2 separate regions of the Lactuca sativa genome follow, and region 1 is linked to region 2. Evidence: chromatin contacts called from public Hi-C data. All regions are on one chromosome and are shown on one strand. Each heading gives the region's core, a stretch centred on a gene start, on an enhancer-like site or on the middle of the called end of the contact. The rest is flanking DNA. Distances are from core to core; before and after follow the strand shown.

Evidence for each region. A called contact is a pair of places that touch in the nucleus more often than the background predicts.
Region 1: a contact with region 2 is called in a Hi-C map of seed, with 6 times the contacts expected there. The contact joins the promoter of LOC111914294 here to the promoter of LOC111914296 in region 2. A contact is called at or near these places in 2 of 4 Hi-C or Micro-C datasets (leaf and seed).

Annotation. Positions count from the first base shown.
Region 1 is chr8:39,302,665-39,309,598 of Lsat_Salinas_v11, reverse strand. It overlaps LOC111914294, which reads right to left and starts at 3,879. Exons shown (of 9, transcript XM_023910068.3): 1 at 3,722-3,879; 2 at 2,973-3,096; 3 at 2,766-2,846; 4 at 2,583-2,671; 5 at 2,417-2,491; 6 at 2,260-2,321; 7 at 2,096-2,164; 8 at 1,568-2,002; 9 at 1,074-1,423. The coding sequence starts at 3,095. The coding sequence ends at 1,332.
Region 2 is chr8:39,097,563-39,104,806 of Lsat_Salinas_v11, reverse strand. It overlaps LOC111914296 (probable nucleoredoxin 2), which reads left to right and starts at 2,093. Exons shown (of 3, transcript XM_023910071.3): 1 at 2,093-2,364; 2 at 3,533-4,027; 3 at 4,151-4,891. The coding sequence starts at 2,233. The coding sequence ends at 4,765.

The sequences.
Region 1 (6,934 bases), core at 2,630-5,129, 200 kb before region 2:
TATATTAAAATTTTTCATCTATTATAATACTTTAATATGTACTTCTTATAAAAAAATTGTCTATAAAGTCGTAAACTATAATATATTTTTCTTGATATAAGTTTTAGTTCACAACTAATTAAACAATATTTTTTTAGTTTATATTATAGAGTAAGTTAATACTAAAGTTATATATTTATTGAAATGTCTTGATTCTTGAAAACCGAATTGTAAAAAACCGATCCAACCAAATTATAATTTGGTTGGATCGGATCGGATTTGAATTTAGTTTGGACTATTTGGATCTACGTTTTAAAAACCGAAATTAATTTGGATTCACTTGATCGGATCGGATTAAACCAATCCATCCAAACGAACACCCCTACTCCCGCCCCTTCCTTTAACATTCTTCTATCCTTGACCCCAATAAGAAATCTTATAATCAAACTGCAACGACTAGATTGTAGTATTTCAACATTGTTTTAAAGTTGCTATTTTTTGAAAAGCACATGAACCATTCGAGTGACTTATTATTAATAAAAACATTACTAAAACAAGCTGAAAATAGAAAGTCGCATGCTTTAATTCAATAAATCATTCATGTCTTGTATAACACGCTTGTTTAAATGTTTAAATTTGTGCCTAACCCATGTATGATAGATATAAAACACAATTTTGAAATTCATAACACCAAACACAAATTTGCAAAATCCATACACAGAAACACAAGACATCTTCATGTCGTGTCAATCGTCTCATGTGTCGAGACGTGGAAATAGGCAAAAACATTGGCTTTGGCTAGGAAGATGCTACACAAAAGTAGACCGGTTTGGACCCAACTATAAACATTATACCAACAAGTTCATTCAAGAAAACACATCACAATAAATTCATAATGTATCATTTTTTTTTTCTTTTTATAGCTCAATATTTGGTGATTTCTTAAACCTTTTAAAATTCATGTTTAAAACTCAGTTACCTTCTATTTAAGGTAGTGATAAACGATTAAATTTGAAAACACACAATCAACTTACCTTGTGTTATTTTAGATTATGTGAGGTTAAAAATACTATTTGGCAAATCAAGAGTCTTAATACTAGAAAATCAAACACATGAACTATAAATCCTACAGCCAAAACTCAAGAACAAAAATTACAATAAAAATTGAAAAAATCAAATAACAATAAAAAAAAAAGGTACTAAAACTTAGTCTACACTTTTGGTACAAACTCATTTCCTAAGTCAAATTATCCCAAACTTTTAATAAAAAAAAATTCAAAAACCAAACATAGAAATGCCAGGCATCATCATCATCCAAACACATGATAAAAAAAAACATAGCCACCTTTTTTTTAATCACCACCACCAACACCTGCACCTTGATTTGGCCTGTTTGACCTGAACCCACGTCCCCTGCCACGTGTCCCCCTCCCACGACCACGCCCTGTTCCACCCAAATACATCAACCATAGTAATTTACATGTTTAGTCATTGAGTTTCAATAGATTTTTCAATTTGGGACAAAAACTGTAACTTTAACAAAACTCAGGGTCAGAAAGGGTAAATTGTCACAACTTTTTTAACATACCTCGAAATTCTTGATTGTAGCCTCCAACATCTTGTTGATTATCCATATAAGCATTATTATTATTATTATTGATATCATTATTATTATTATTGTAACCACCACCCCTTCCACGACCACGGAAATTACGTCCTCTACCCCTGGGAGACTCTTGATTGTTGTACCCACCAAAATCTTGTTGGTTGTTTTCCATGTAAGGGCCATTGTTGTAGCCACCCCTTCCACGCCCACGGAAATTACGACCCCTACCCCTTGGAGACTCTTGGTTGTTGTACCCTCCTACTTCCTGTTGAGTGTCCATGTAAGGGGCATTATTGTAATTTCCCCTTCCACGCCCACGGAACCCACGTCCCCTTCCCCTTCCCCTACCCCTGGGAGGATACCCACCGGGACCATCCCAACCCCCATCATCATACTCATCTGGCCCATAACCATTTCCTGTTTATCATTTAACAAAAACAAGAAATAGCAATTTACTTTATAATCTTTCAACAAATATTTTTTAAAAAAAATATATTATTTATTTTTTACCTGGTGCAGGTCTAGAACGCCCTCTCCCCCTTCCACCACGACCTCTGCCTCTTGCAGTTGGTGATCCTTCTATTAAAAAAAATCAAAATATAAAATTTATAAAAAGTTGATAAATTTATGACGTGTGTAGAGTATTTAATATTTAATGTATTATAAATTTATACCTCCATCATATTCAAATTCAGTTGCCACCTTGACCTGGTCAGCTGGCAATGGTGGTTGGTATCTGAAAAAAGGTTAACCACATAAGTTTTAAGGAATAATTTATAAAAAATGATAATGCAAAAGGAAAAAAGAAAAATGAATTGTAAACAAACTCACCCGATAGATGATGTATTCAGCTCTTTCTTAGAGAGAGTTATGGTGATCATTGAAACATGTCTTGTGGTCTCGAGACTGTAAAAAGAAAAAAGTTAATAAATTTATGAAATGTGGAGAAGTGGAATATTGAAAGTGTGTTTTTCAAGAAGTGGGAATGTTATCTTACGGAAGTAATCCTTCCTCTAAAGGTTCCCAGGTGTCAGTTATGTCTGTGGATCCAATGGATGTATTTTGATGAAGCCCAACAATTCGCCTCTAAAAATATATGATGAAAGAAGATAGTGATAAATAGTAAAAATTTGGAGAATGTAATATAAGTGTGGAGATAAAAAAAAAAAAAAGAGCAAACCTTTATCAATTCCACAATAGTAACAGTCTTGTTGATGGCTCTTCCCATTGCTTTAAATACAATCTCTGATGATCCTTTTTCCTGGAAAGCAAATAAATAAAAAGATTTAAGTTCATAGTAATTAGTAAGTGCTATTTACATACACCACAGTTTATAAAACTTGAAAAAGATGAAGATATTAGTTTAACATTCATGAAGAGTTTATACCTGAAGCAATGTCATTGCATAGGTGATATAGCTTCGCATCCTTCCCTGGCTAGTAATTCGGATCTCATTCTCATCAATTGGTTGCTCTGCTCTAGGCTTCTCAACCTTCTGATAACGATCCATCCTTCAAGATGAAACATTTACAGACATTAAACACAAAATAGAACAAGTCGGGTTTCAAAGAAACACACAAGATGATATTATCCATTTAGGGGTAACGAAGAATTAGATAAAGCATCTCCAAATCACCAGATTAACAGAAGCACCATAAAATCTAGGGTTTTCTCAACAACTATAAAACGGTCAAAGAATAGATAATAGTTAGGTAAAGCACACAGCAAACAATTGATTGTTGATAAATCTTAGGAGCAAACATATACATCGACAAAAAATTGAGTCTTTTAACTTTTACATAAAGTAAAAATTGCAGTTAATGAAGTTTGTAATTAGTATAGATATGTACAGATACGATCAGCACGAGTAATGAAACATCAGAATTACATTCCTCCAATTTATAATTACATACAGCATAACCGCAAAAACTAGGGTTTTCAGTATTCTCATACACCAAAATAAAAAAATTAGAAACAAAACACAATCAAAGGGAAAATCAACGACTAATTGTTGCCAAAACAAACCGAAAGACAAATAATTTAGAGGATTGAATCTATTAAGTTGAATGAAAACAATATAAATCAGTAATCAGCGCTTACTTGTCAGATATTCGAGATTAAATCATCAACGGTTACCTTTTGTTTGTTGGACGATTTGGATAAGACAGTACAGCTCCTTCCTAATGAAGAGCCCTCTTCTCCGGCTTCAATTTTCTTCGTTTAAGCCCTAAAACCGTATGGCTGTGGAGTTTTCTGTATTTATATTACCTGTGCCCTAAACTCTTATCTAAACCGTTGAACCGGGGTCGGTTATCTTGTAACTTTGGGCCGAGCTTTGATCAGAAAACTTGGACCGGGCCAAATTCTAATGGAAAATGGGTTAGCATTGAGCCCAAATCTGTGTAGTTTATTTTCTTATCAATAGTTAGGTTCCATAATTTCATTTCTGGTTTTTGGATTTAAAATAGTCTATTACAAATTAAAAAATTAATAGATTGTGTATTATGAGGGAGAGAAGTAGGGAACTTGGAACTAAATTGTAAGGGTGTTGATTCGGAAAGTCGTATTGTGTTATTATATGACAAGACATATGGTGGTTTTTTTTATATAACACAAGTACGACATGAAAATATACTAGTAATTTTTTTTAATTAACACGAGACACAACAAATATAGCATAAATTGATAATTACTTAATTTAGTTCATATTTACTCATAAAAACACAATAAATACATGTTAATATTTTGTCAATTCATGTTGGATTTTGAAAACGAACATGACACAACGTGACATCGTTTTTTTACTTCCAATATAAACACGAATTTGAATTTCAGTTTTGTTTCATGGCGTGTATTTTTGTCGTGTTATCGATTGACATCCCTAATGAACTATAACCATTAAAGTAAATTGATAATGTCGTTGGATTTGGATTGAAGAAAACATAGTAAGGTAGTATGTTAATATGATTGGTTAGGGGAAATTTCAAAAACTATTTGGTGATGCATAAAAATACTAATGACATAGTTCATTAGGTCAAACTTTCAGGGAAACCGACAAATACTGAAATGGGAAGGGGTGACACATCAAACGTCCTGACCCGTTTTATGCTTTATGTTTTGCTTATGTCTAGAGTCGGATCCATTCCTTTGATCTCCTTAGCTTTCATATTTTATATAAGGATACTCAAGGAGCTTTTGGAGGTAAGAATGATGAGTTGACCCATAAAGGGTATACTGTTCTTTTGATTATAAGATCCAATTTTGGGATGTTTCTGATTTTGGGTTAGCGGGTCGTGATTTGATCGAATAAGGGTCTTGTGCTTCAAGGGAATACAGTTTAGACCCTATTAGATGTTGATCATATTGGTTAAGTGACTTAGCCCCTTGAATTGTGCCCTGGAGCCAAAGGGTAAAATGGGAAAAAGCGATATTTTTGACTTCTTGCATGAATTAATGAATTTAGTTCGGTATTTTAGGAACTCACTAAGTTTTGGCTTATAGTTGTGGATTAAATGTTTTTCAAATATTATCAGTTCGTGGGGATGTGAAAACATGACTGTACACGCTCATCTGTAGTTTAATGATTTGAGATTTCATAACACTTTTCTTTATAACTCTAATTTTGAACTACAATTTGCAAATAAAGGGTCTTTCCTTGAATATGTCGTATGAAATATGTGTTTAAAAACAAAAAAATTATTCTGAAAATTGGGAGATTACACTGACAACATTATGATGACGATTTTAGGTGGTTGACTTGGAAACATAATACTTGAAGAAATATAGTCAAATAAGGAAAAGTATGGTATTTTTATCGTTGGATCGAGGGTGAGTTACAGGGAACACACACCCCCAATCTTGCTTTTGTGATTTTATAAGTTTTGTTGGTTTTCATTATATGATATTCTATGTAAGCATTGTTTGTTATATGAACTATATGTGCATTCATGAAATGAAATTTTTGGAAATGATTTGATTTTAAAAGCAAAAAGGTTATATTTTTGGAATTGATATAAGCATCTTACTTATGCATATCATGATAGGATGGGTTAGGAGTAGATTTTAGATAACTGTAAGACCCGTTTTCTAGGATAGATCAATTTAGGGTTTCAGGGAGTCAAAAGGTCGAATTTTGGAGGAAATGGGGTCTCACGACGTGACCTTTGACTGATCATGACGTGAGGAGAGTTAATATGTAAATCTTGTTGCAGATTGATCTCACGACGTAAGGCATAGAGGCTCACGACGTGAGAACTAATACAACACAAGCTTATGATCTTTAGGGTTTTCCTTCATATTTAATCCCCTCTAAACCCATTTTAAGGTTCGTTATCAGCCTCCACCCCCCCCCCTCCCCATCACCTCATAAAACTTTGGGATTCATTCCTTGCTTAATCCTTGGCCTTTTTTTTGGAGCATTTCTTGGTTTGAAGAAGAAGAAGAAGAAGAAGAAGAAGAAGAAGAAGGTGGTCTTTTGAAGAGGCATGCAAGGAATCATCATCATCACCACCTCACATTGTTTATGGACCCTTGTAAGTGTCAAAGCTTCCACCTTTATTGTTGTTTATGGTTAGATCTAAATCTTGTCCCACTTTTCTCCTTGGTTGAGAAAGTTTGAATGAATGAAAACCATGAAGTTGGCAACTTAATGGGTTATAAGGGTCTTTAGAGTGTCATGAAGTTCAGATATAGTGAATGGTTGGGTTTTGGAGCCTTACATGAAAGTTGGATGACCTTTTCTTCAATTTTGTCCCTAAGTGAGATCTAGACATGTATTGGACGTACATACCCATAAATCATTGACTTTTGAGTGTATTATGGAGTTATATGACCTTTTAGAAAGTTAGATTAAAAGGATTAATGGATTAAGGACTTAAATTGTTGGATATTTTGCTTCTGACTGTGCTTATGACGTGAGACATAGGGTCTCACGACGTGAGGATTGAATGACCTCGTTTCTGTTAAGCTTCTTGGGGCTCACGGCATGACAGAAGGTTGCTTACGTCATGAGGTCAACTCCAGTGACTTTTCATGTCTGGGTTGGTTCAGTTGAGTCGAGATGAGTTAGAATCAGACCGAATGAGCTCTCACGATGTGACCAAGGGCCGGTCACGACGTAAGGCTGAATAGTTGACATTATGGGTTGTTGACTTTGACTTTAATAGTTGATTTTTGGCTTGGGTTGACTTTTGGTAAAATTTTATTTTTAGAAGGTATAGTTAGGGTTTACTTTGTGTATATTGATAGGAGGTGTTAAGCACCCATAATCTAGTTAAAGAGAAGTTAGTTGTGGTCGGCATAGTTTTGAGCTGAGTGTTAGTCGGCCTTCTGATTCAGGTGAGTCTCCTC
Region 2 (7,244 bases), core at 844-3,343:
GACCGGCTGTTACCGGTGATAAGGGTAAAATGTGAACAGTTTCAATAGTTTAGTGGCAAATAGATAACGAAAAAAAGTTTAGTGACTAAATGTGAACAAAATCGAAAGTTCGTTTCCCTCTAAAAAGTTCAATGGCTAAATTTAAACAAACGTCCTATTGTATTATGTTTTAGAAAATTATTTATTTTTGTTTAATTGTAGCAACATTTGTTGATGAAGAAATCTATGAAATAAAAAAACAAAATGTAGCATCTGGATTTCCAGGTATCATAATTTAAGTATTTTTCTTTTGAGTTAAGAAGAGAGACTCGACGAGTTGACGCCTCAACTCGTCGAGTAAGGTCGCGACTAATGACTCGGATTAATGAATGGACTCGACGAGTCGGTGAGGCGACTCGACGAGTCCGCGCTGTTGGCAGAAACCCTAAATCTTTGGGCCCGAGCCATATTTAAAGGCACTTGTGGTCTTCAATTGCGACTACCTTTCCCATAAGTGAGAACCCTAGCGAGCTTGAGTGTGTAGAGTGAGAGGAAGAGCTATCTTGAGCTTTTTGGTGTGATTTTGCAAGAAAGGAGAAGAGTTCCAGCAAGAGAGACCAAGGAAGGTTATTGTTCTGAGTTATTCAAGCAACGATTTTATACATGTTTTAAAAGATTTAAACGGTATATTTATTTTATATCTATAAATATGTTGCGGATGAAACATGGGTAGATGAAATAGTTGGTGTGTGATGAAATAAAATGATGAGAGATAGGTGATGATAGAAAGGTGATGATAATTAGGTAAATAGATGATGATAAATAGGTGATGTAGGATGAAAGGAGATACCATAGCCTTAACCGGCAATGTGGCGATGTAGTCATCTACCAGAGTATAGATGGCGACCACAGACTATTCAAGACAACCCAGTGGAAACACCAACAGGCTCATAACCTGCAGGTGATGAATTGCAAGTTCAGGAGATGTTGTAACTACGTATTTATGCGACGATACTCTAACCCCTTACTATGAATTACGAGTTCAGACGATGTTGTAACTACGTATTCATGGGATGTCACAAATTCCGCATGTCAAACCAATGGTCATAATTCACATCAGTGAGAATCATTTTTTTGTAAAACCAAAATCATATTGGAAATTTTGATTTTTTATTTTGGAATATACCAAACCATTGGTTTTTTATTTCGGTTTCGGCTTTTTGTTTTTTTTTAAATATATTTTCAGGGTTTTGTTTTGTTTTTTTTTATTTCATAGATTTCTTCATCAACAAATGTTGCTACAATTTAACAAAAATAAATAATTTGCTAAAACATAATACAAGATGAAGTTTGTTCACATTTAGTCATTGGACTTTTTAGAGGGAAACGAACTTTCGATTTTGTTCATATTTAGTCACTAAACTTTTTTTCGTTATCTATTTGACACTAAACTATTGAAACTGTTCACATTTTACCCTTATGACCGGTAACAACCGGTCATAAGAGTAAAATGTGAACAGTTTCAATAGTTCAATGGCAAATAGATAACGAAAAAAAATTTAGTGAAAAAATCAAAAATTCGTTACTCTTTCAAATCATTATCCCTAAAAAAATTGTACAAAAATACCAATAAAATGATAAATATTTTTGAAAGTACGTGAATCACCTTTGGATAAAAACTTCTGAAACAAATGAGAGAATCCGAAAACATTCATAAGGGCAAAGATGGAATTTAACTGACTACAGCATGACCCTTGATGTAGGAAATCAGACCGTAATAGAAATAGAAAATGGTACGTGTTTGGCTGTGATAATTTACATACTTTGTTTTTCTTTTTAAATTATTTAGACATATATCAACATTAATGTCAAATACTTCTTTATATAAGGTATAATTTAGATTGTATATACGATTCACGTAAAATGTTTATTATATCATTAATTTGAATAAAACAAATTTTAATCTATGAGTAGCTAAACAATCATTATAATAAATAATATTATATTTAAATGTAAAGTATATATTAAATTCAGGCCTCAATTAAGCTCGATCTATTTACTAAATAAAATTACTTTTTATTTATTTATGAATCTTGTATGTGAATGATAAGTTTGTACGGCTACACGAAAATATAAACTCCACAGATTCTTGAAGCTCAACACCTGGTTCCCTATATGTTACTGTTCTTCTTGTATCCTAGAGAGAGAAAGTAAGTAAGAGAGAGAGAGAGAGAGAGAGAGAGAGAGAGAGAGATGAGGCAGCAGCTATCGTTGATCAACGCAACGACGTCGCCGGACACTACAACCATCGTCAGCCGCCACAGATATTTATCGCTTTTTGCCTCCGATGACCGTGACTTTCTTCTCTCTCCCACCGGAGCTCAGGTCCCCCTCTATTTCTCTCTCTAAAATTTCTAGTGCATGCCGAAGTAATCGTTCAGCTCAGCATATATTTTTTAGACAGCTGTTTAATTAGTTCAAAACATACAATCATTTTTGTGTAAAACTTAAGTTAAACGAGTCTTATCTATCCAAATGTTTTTCTTTAGATCTAGTTATGGATGTTCGAAAGAAACAAGTTTCTTTTTTTTTTTTTCAAAAATGAAAAAAAAGAAGACAAAGATAAAGTTTGAACTAACGAGAGTAGATCTGCACCATAATATTTTCCATGTACTAATATGTCGTATAAATTATTTGATTATATATATGATTTTGTCACTGCGCCATACAAATCTCTAGAGCTTCATGTACGTAATTGTATATCTTTTAATTACATAAATCGTCCACAAATTGTTAGTTGGGAAATTAAGAAGTTAAAATAAGTTTATAATTTTGAATCTAGAAAATAAAAGGAGTGATTCTTGAAGACAATAACCTAAATTTAACATATCGCATATTTATAATTCTAGTTCAAAAAATTTAAACTTCAAAGATCATGTACACTTGGATTATGAGCATATCCTTCCAGTTTTATTCATGAACATAACACAAATTTGACTCAACTTGGGCATCATGGATTCATGTATTCATGTGTACGTAAAAGAAAAAAAATAAAATAAAATAAAACTCCACGTGGATTAAGTTTAAGAGTCACAAACAGCTAATATATATTCCCATGCCACAGCAAACTGTATTTAGCAAAGGATACAAGTTAATATATTTGTGATATATATATATATGATGTAGTTGTTGTGACAAAAGCATATATAAAACACTGAAAGGGTAACCATGTCCCATTAAACTCAAACAGGTACATCACGCATGCTTTATGGTACCTTTCCAACACAAAAAAGACTTCCATCAACCTACAAAATTTATATGAAACATTTACATAAGTGGAATCCCATAAATGTAAGGTGCCTATCCCTTTCATTTGCTCAGAAGTGGGGTTCCCCTTTGCATTATTTGCACCTTCGATACCTCAAAAGATGAGGGCATCATATACTATAGTAGAGATATTTATTTGATTCTAAGGTTCTTGGATAAAATTGCCCCACTAGTAGTTGTACCAATATGACAATATCACCTTACAATATATATCTCCATATTTCAGATAAAAATTTCCGACCTTCACGACAAAATCGTTGGCATTTACTTTTCAGCAAACTGGTATCCACAATGCCAAAGTTTTACAAAACTATTGATTCAAGTATACGAACAAATCAAAGCGAAAAAAGGGTCAGCATTTGAGATCATCTTTGTTTCATCTGATGAAGACTTGAATGCATTCAACAACTACTATCAATCAAACATGCCATGGCTTGCGATTCCGTTCTCTGATTTGGAAACTAAAAAGGCATTGAACAACAGATTTGACGTTGAGGGGATTCCATGCTTGATCATCTTGCAACCCGATCATGATGCAGGTATTGTGCACGATGGAGTTGAGTTGATTTATCGTTATGGTGTTGAAGCATATCCTTTTACAAAAGAGAGGTTGGATGAGTTGTTGAAGCAAGAAAAGGAGAAGCATGAACGACAAACTCTCTCAAATTTGCTTATGAATCATGATAGAGATTTTCTTTTGGCTCATTCGGCATCCAAAAAGGTTGGTTTAATTTAATTTATAAGTGATTCTTAGTGGTTATATATAAAAGTGTTTGAATATATCGAGTTTCTATATATGTACTTACACATTTATGATAATTAATATAACTCCCCATGCATGCAGGTATTAATATCTTCCTTGATAGGCAAAACCATCGGGCTATATTTTTCAGCACAATGGTGTCTCCCAAGTCTCAAATTCACACCCAAGTTGATATCCATTTACCAAAAGATAAAAGCAAAACTAAGTGAACAAGAAGACTTTGAAATCATCTACGTGTCAACTGATCACAATCAGCTAGAGTTTGAATCTTCTTTCAGCTTAATGCCATGGCTAGCACTCCCATTTGGGGACTCGATCAATAAGGAGTTGACCAAGTACTTTGATATCACGGGTATTCCAAGTTTGATCATTTTGGGTCCAGATGGAAAAACTGTAACGAAGAACGGGAGATCTCTGATTAACTTGTACGAAGAGGAAGCTTATCCTTTTACAGAAGCGAGGGTGAAGCTATTGGAGAAGCAAATGGATGAGGATGCAAAGAATCTTCCGAGCATGGAGATACATTCGGGTCATCGCCATGAACTCACGTTGGTGTCTCAAGAAAATGGTGGGGGGCCGTTTATATGTTGTGATTGTGATGAGCAAGGTTCGGGCTGGGCTTACCAGTGCATTGATTGTGGGTATGAAGTGCACACCAAGTGTGTTAGGCCGGTGGTTCAGATGTCTAGTGCATGAAAATCCACCGGAAAACTGTTTACTACTATTTGTTTACCAAAAGGTGAGTTATGGGTTGATGTTAGATTTTGGAATGATAAATTGTGTATAATTATTATCTTGAGTAAGTTGTTCGCTTTCCAACAATTTGATCTAAAAGGAATCATCTTCTCTAGAGTTGCACTTTCGGACCGGACTAATCGGGTTTTGTTGGGCCGGTCTCGATTTGGGCTTTGTGGTCATCTACTTAGATCGGTTTCTAGTTGTAGGGAAAGGAATTAGAGACCAAACAAAGAAACGTGCCTTGTTCTATGTTCTATGTCACAAAATTTTGGAATCTTTCCATACCCTAACGACTACATCTTATTTCTCTTTAAATAACTTATACTTATATAATAGCTAGATTATCACTTGTGTTATATACGGATTGATTAGAAGAAAATATGATTGAAATAAGAAATAACACACGTTTTAACTAATAAAGCATTAATTATGTTATTTGGTTATAAGGGCTGATACAAAGCATTGAACTCTATAGAGTTCAAGTGAATTGTCATCATTCACTATTCCATACAATTCTATTCATTTTTATCCTACAATGCATTAAACTCTACAAGTTCAATAAAACATATTAAAAAAATATTTATTTAAAGATTTAAAGACTTTTCTTTTTCCCGTTGAAGAGTTCATTGGTCATTGAAATCTAAATCCATTGAGTGCCAACGTGGCATTTCACAATGGTGGAGTTGTATCCATTGAATGACAAATAGTCATGACACCTTATTCAACTCTTCCACTAAACTCCCCATTGTGGATGCTCTAAAAAAAATTATGTTCTTATTTAGGTTAAAATTAAAATAGGTGTTTAGATTAAATAAATTTATATTGTTGTATTGTTTTAAAAATAATCTCAGTCAAACAAAAAAGTAGTTTTTAACATATAGGGGTATGCAAAAAAACCGAAACCAAACCAAAAACCGAAAAGCCCACTACTACACAAGTGATTTAATAATGCAAACCATTCTTTATTTTTGAGGCCGTTGATGGTAAAAACCGTCTCATTAAATGTATAGAGCATTAAATAATACACGAACCGCTTTAAAAAAGCATCAGATAAATTTCCATAAGTTTTTGTTAAGACGGTTAACAACAAATAGCATCAAAAAAAGATTTTTTAGTGCTACTTCATGTAAAAGCATCATTAAATAAGGATTTTTTGATGCTTTTTTTATAAAAGAGCATCATTAAATCTTTATCTTTTGATGCTATATTTTGAAAAACGCATCAAATGAAAACACTATGATTTTTTAGTGCTACTTCATGTAAAAACATTATTAAATAAGTATTTTTTGATGCTCTTTTTAATATAATAGCATCATTAAATCTTTATCTCTTTCCCTCTAAAATTTTCGTTTTAGCTTTCTAAAAACCCTCCATAGCCACCACCAAATTCCACACAAATCGCATCAGTAAAATCTAAAACCGCCCCAAATCATCTCTTTCCCTCTAAATTTTCGTTTTAGCTTTCTAATATTTTCAGCGGATTTCCCCCCAATGGTGGTCGAAAAATTCTAATCTCCCCCCAAACTTAAGTTCCTCTCGCCTTCAAAAAAATTCTAATCTCCCTCCAACCTAGGTTTCCCTCCAACTGGAAATTTTTTTGATTGAAATCCAACTGACCCCTCATAAATCTATGGCTTCATTAGTCATTCATATTCCTAAACGTTACTGGTTATCTCCATTTCGCATCTAATGAAACCACTAAATCCTCTGCTTTTTCTTCATAAATGAGAATTTACTCCTAAGAATTCATCGTCGTCTCTTTTACTTCGACTAAACTTCTCCCTAGTGCAAAACCCTAAATATCTCCATCCTTGTAGCAGTAGATTTCAGGGTGCCAGGATTCGGTCTCAAAATGAACGCAATCAAGTATGTCCTACACCTTCTGCATCAACTTCTTCCAACTATAGTATTTTTTTCCCTAAAAAAGACTATGGAAGGTACGCAATATTGATCACATTAACTATTCAATTAAAGAGCATTATTCAATTTGGTGACTTTTTTCGATTTCATCAAGTATAGTTGAAATAATCATGTTTTGTGTTGTTTTTCTTTTATTTAAATCGGGATTTCTATGACTTTTCAAGGAGGATCGATAAATATAAGAAAAGTGATTCAGCATGAAGATTATATTAGAGGATGTGGAGCATATTTACATTTAGGAAGCACAAGTAAAGAAGGAAATGATGATGGGAAGAGAGATGCTGACAATGAAGAGAGGAGGTGTTCGATCGGGAAAATTAGTGCATATCTGAGCGTGGTTTACTGGAACATCTTGCAAGAAAGAAACATCAAGCCAAAGTGGCATATTTGACAACCGAAAACTCTATGAAATCCATGGAGTCTGTTGAGAACTCATCTAAATGTGTTCCAAATGATTCAAAAAAAGATAAGAAACCACCACCGTCATTACTAGTTATTGCAGGTTCAAGTGAGGTTT